2 separate regions of the Zea mays genome follow, and region 1 is linked to region 2. Evidence: chromatin contacts called from public Hi-C data. All regions are on one chromosome and are shown on one strand. The core of a region is the stretch at or near the end of the contact, and the rest is flanking DNA. Distances in the headings are between cores, read along the strand shown.

The links. A called contact is a pair of places that touch in the nucleus more often than the background predicts.
Region 1: a Hi-C map of ear shows a contact between it and region 2, with 3 times the contacts expected there. The contact joins the promoter of LOC103638903 here to the enhancer-like site in region 2. A contact is called at or near these places in 2 of 25 Hi-C or Micro-C datasets (ear and leaf).

What each region holds. Positions count from the first base shown.
Region 1 is chr9:118,355,229-118,357,928 of Zm-B73-REFERENCE-NAM-5.0, reverse strand. LOC103638903 (RING/FYVE/PHD zinc finger superfamily protein) reads right to left here and starts at 1,443. Exons shown (of 11, transcript XM_008661696.3): 1 at 1,062-1,443; 2 at 619-690. The coding sequence starts at 1,136.
Region 2 is chr9:118,176,957-118,179,656 of Zm-B73-REFERENCE-NAM-5.0, reverse strand. No RefSeq gene overlaps it. Among protein-coding and RNA genes, the nearest start is that of LOC100192715, 59 kb to the left of the region's middle. Within about 2 kb of position 1,311, at least 17 of the 20 cell types and tissues checked have an H3K27ac peak or open chromatin away from gene starts, as enhancers often do. A contact at or near this core is called in ear and leaf, where this site is marked.

The sequences.
Region 1 (2,700 bases), core at 194-2,693, 180 kb before region 2:
CAACAGGAAGAGAGCATGGTTTAACTGCATATATGATAGATCGTCACTTAAACCAACAAAACACAAATGTTACCAATAAGTGTCTCTAGGGTTTGACCATTACAGGGCACTTCCTTCTAATTGGTGTGCTGTCCTAAAACTATATAAGCTATATTAAATAAGATATATCAAGATAGACAATAATGACTTCAGATTTAGACAATGGTGGACTGTTCAACCAAAAATCTACACATGACAACAAGAATGTCTTGTGAACAATTTAGAACGTGTTAGGTTTACTTGAAAAACATCAATGTGTCATAATACCATAACAAAGAAAAATGTAATGAATGATCATTAAAGAAGCTTCCACTTGCAAAGTAACAATAGCTAATACAAAAAAAGGAGATGCAGAAATGGTGGTGATATATTCTTTTCCTACAGCATCGGAATCACACTCGCCGCCACTAAACTGGAGGCGTCTGAGTATACAAGCATACAAGTGAAGAGGAACAATCTAAAAGGAAATCACTTCTGAGCATCAGATGATCAAAGGGCAGCAAGTATATTCTAACGAAAATCAAGGACCAAAATATTCCCATGCATATGCAGGGAAATACTCATGCCTCCAATGCTCACCTCCATCTTAGAGGCGAGTTCCCGTTGCTCCGATCCCGACGGGCGTCCTCCGCTGCGCCCTTCGGCTGATTCCTACACAGCAGAAACAATACGCATCAATCACCAAACCGAACTGCAGCATCGGCTGTAATACATTAAAAATCAGTTGAAGACCGAAATTCGATTCAGCGGAATTGATATACTCAAAAGAGAAACTCAAATCAAACCGAAACTGGTGTATATATTCGATGAATTTCGATTCGTCTCCTGGTAAAATCGTGTATCCTCAGAAAGCATAAGGAAACCTGAATCATAAGTACGCCAGCATGCGTCGTTTGCAAACCTTCGAATCCACGAACTCCTAACACAGCACATCTCATCCTATTGGGGAAACTAACAACTACCACAAGGCCCCAACAACAACGCGTACGCCACAGCACCGTGGTGGATGCGGCTCGACGCACCTCTAGAGCCGGAAAATCTTTGTGGCGAGTGCGATTGTACAGATCCCTCATGTTACGCTCCTGTGGCCCGCTCATTACACTCACTCCGTCCCCGCCGATCGGCCACACCTCCGGCCCTAACTCCCGACGTGGGCACCGAACAGCCTCAGCTCTCTTCCATACTAGGGCGAAAGACGGAGTCCGGCGAGGGGAAGGAAACGAAGACGAGAGGGGATCGGATTGGGAGGGGTTCGCGCAGGTATGGCGTGGCGAGGAAGCAGCAACGCCGCGGAGGAGCAGAGGACGACAAGAGGAGAGGCGAGGAGAGAGACCAGTACTGGGAGTGCTTTAGAAATTTGGACTCGGGGGACGTGACGGTGACGCGACGGGAGACGGGCGAGATGGGAACGGAATGGAACGGTAGCTCGCGACCCTATTACTCGCTGACTTCTTGGGCCCACTTGTTTTCCTGAGTGAGGGGCCGTAGCCACAGGTCAGTCTTTGGTTCTCCGGCTGCTATACTGGTCATTGTGGACAGCTGGTATACTGGTCATGCTTGGAGATATTATACAAACATGTATACTAATGCATCTGTATATTATACAAGCATGTATACTAATTCATCTGTAAGAATTTTTTAATGTATTTAACTCGCACCTGTAACAATAAGACCGGAATAGTATGCGTGTAACAAAAAATATTAGTTTTATTCCTGATTTCATGCTTTGGCATCGATTTATGTGTTGCAACTATAAATATTTTCCTATTTGGGACTAATAAATAAATACATCTCTTGTGACCGGCGTCGTTTTGTTTGGCAACTCTTTATAGCCCTCGTCCCACCAAAGAAAAAGAACCTTTTTATTGTAGTTTATAGATATTAACCTAATAAAAAATGTTTTTTGTTGATTTTGTTTTCTTGCAACTAGACTTAAAAGTTTGGACCAGATCATTTGGGGTTGCATAGACACGGACCTAAATTATGAGTTTAAAGCACGACCTGACACGAAAAAATAGACCAAGTTGGCACTGCCGAAATGGTCGGGTCGTGGTGTGCCTCAAATTTAGGCATAACGGGTGACACAGCGACTACCCTTGGACTGACACAATATAAAGCGACGCACGAATTAGAAAATTAGCTTAGCTTGGCCCGCTCGAAACTCACAAGCAACTTCCAGTTTGAGCTGACTCGCAGGACTCGAGCTTATTTTTCAACCCTAGTGAGTAATAATAGATAACTTCCATGTGCTTCCAAGAATCAATAGCACAACAGCTAGGGGGCATTTGGTTGAAAAAAATCGGCCAAAGCGTTGTTTTCTTTTAAGTAGTTCTTTGTCGAACGTCCATAGACGTTTTTTATGTTTTGAACTAAGAAAGAACAATCACCTAAATAGGTGCTTTACAATTATTACAGTTTATTTCTAGGAGATTTGGATTGATCATAGCCAAATGGCACCAATTTTAGCTAAGAAAATTTGTTTCCTCCAATAGACATCTCTAACGAGAATTTGGATTTGAAACATCTATGAGATAATTTGGATCGATCTGTACTGAGCGTGTTATCGATAAAGATCCAGAATCACGTAGAAATGTTTTGGATATAGATTCTTTCAAGAAATATTTCTGGTAATGAATTAGAACCACTTTGTAAAACGGTTTG
Region 2 (2,700 bases), core at 62-2,561:
GGGACGTCGTGGCGCCGACGTGGTACCGAGCTCCATTCTGTATCGAAAACTTGTCTAGCTCAGTTGGTAAAATACAAGGCTCTTAATCTTGTGGTCGTGGGTTCGAGCCCCACGGTGGGCGTTTTTAATACTTTTTGTCTGTCACTTATTTGTTTTTTGTTGTCCATATTTTTCGTTTATGTCGCTGATTTGTATGTCCTAATTTATTTCTCATCCAGTTTTATTTTTGTGACTGATTTGTTTATTCATCCAGATTTTTTTATCCGGCGAGCACAGCAGCTGTGTGTCACAGTGCTCACAAGCCGTCAACTTCTCCCCTTGTTTGCTCAGCTAACCACAATAAAAATCAAATGAGAACACTCTTACTTCAATCGTGATCAAATAAAAATATTATATTTTCATTGAGTTCTTTTGAACATAAATTTTAAATACATAATAACATATTCCCAGTAAAAAGAAGCACACATATTCATATTTTTTTTCTTCTGCACTAAATAAAAGTATACTCCATTATATACTTGTCTCATGGATGATATATTTTAGAATTTAATGCATATACAGCTGTTGTGCTCGCCGGATAAAAAAAATCTAGACGAATAAACAAATCAGTCACAAAAATAAAATTGGATGAGAAATAAATCAGGACGGACAAATCAGTGACATAAACGAAAAATATGGACAAAAAAAATAAGTGACAAAGACAAAAAGTATTAAAAAACGCCCATCGTGGGGCTCGAACCCACAACCACAAGGTTAAGAGCCTTGTATTTTACCAATTGAGCTAGACAAGTTTTCTGTATAGAATAGAGCTCGGCGCCAAGATCTATGGCGACGAGCTCGGTACCATGTCGGCGCCACGACGTCCGTTTGTGCCAACGCACCACGTACCTTGGCACCATAACCTATGGCGCCGAGCTGTGTTACCTCGGCGTCATAGACTACGACGCCGAGTAAAAGGTCCAAAAATAACATTAAAATTTTTTAAGGTTTAAACGTGAATTTTTTTTTTCCGATAAAGGACAAAAAAAAATCGGCGAGGAGCCCCGGCCCCCGGAGTTCTTCGCTGCGAGGCCTACATGATCCAGCGTCTTCGTCGGTTAAGAAATTGTGGTTATCGCTGTCGTTCACGACTCGACAGGGGAGCGGCAGGCATGCGACGTGTCGTGTCTTGCTGGTCTGGATGGATGGAACCGTTCGTAGACAGACCGAGCGTTTTATGTTTTTTTTTGTTTGGTTGGGACATGTGGATGACACGGGACATGAAGCGGAAAGCGCTAGACGACGGGAAGGCCCGTCCCAACGGTCCCCGGTGCAGCGCAGACATGAGACGAGACGTGCTGTGCGGGTCTGATCTGATGCGAGTGTCAACAGCTACTTCTGCTAGTAACGGGGAGGCCCATGTCGCTGCGCGTTGACCTCGACGTGGGTCGGGTGGAGAGCAGGAAGCCCATGATCTCGGTGTAAAACATGCGGACAGTACTCCGAGGAAGAACAAATATTAAAATTAGTTTATTTGTGTATAAAACTTTTAGCCTCTTTCTAAATTACCATATTTTGCATAATTTTTTATCTAAAATTAGTTTTTAAATTCGAACGACTAATAATAAATAAAATATGACAAATTAAACGTTGTCATATAATATTTAGTTGTAAATAGATTATGATCATGATGACGGATAACTCTTAATTTTCTTAAACTATATTGTGAATTTTATTTCGTAGGTATTTAACAACACTTTAATTTTGGTACGCCCTCGGCCACTGCATGCCCTTGCTACGACCAAACCCTCACGTGATGAGACGCCATAAACGTTGCTCACAGGATCGGCGGCACGTACGGTGCTCCACTTGCCTAGCAGCGGCAGCCGAGCCTGCCAAACAACGGTTGCCCCTCGCACGGAGTCCTTTTGGCAAGAGAGAGAAAAAAAAACAGGATACAGATGACCTGGCAAGGATTTTGGCATGCCATTTCGTTCTAAAAAATTCCTGCAGAACATGATGTTGCCATATGAACAGTAAAATACTTCTGTTTTAGAGCAAGTCCAACAAACTAGCTACACATCTCGTGCTCGGTAAAATAAACATAAACCCCGTGAATACGGCTTCCAACAGACTCTGTATCAACCTCGTTACTTTACTCCGCTCGGCATCGCCTTGTCGTAGCTAGCCATCTCTGGTGTAGCGCAGACAAACGAGGGAGGCGGCGAGCAGGGCGCAACCCAGGAGGCTGACGATCGCGAAAAGCCTGAGGCGAGTAGGGCGCAACCCACACCAACCCTCGAGGGATGCTTTTGATGCTCGTGGTGCTTCCCTGTCGCAACCTGGCGATGTTGGTCACGCCTAGCCTCTCGGGCTTCCGATCCCGGTTCCCCTGCACAGCAGTCGCCAACGGCGAAGATGAAGGACCGACGACAGTGGAGGGCAAAGCGCCGTCCATTCTCGCCCCGCGCTTCTCGATCAAGACGACCGAGGTGGCAAAAACATTTTGGTTGAAAAACAAAAACCTTGAGTCAAATAAAAAGTTTGTTGGTACACCATCCTTTATAAGCAAGTTGTCTATTTTAAATAGTCCTCTCTAGACTCTATATTTAGCTAGTATTTTTAGATAAGCCGTTGGAGTTGCTCTTATACCTTTACATCATTTATTTTCTTTCACGTGTGAATCTAAATGCCATGCGTGCTGACCTTTATGCGCTCTTT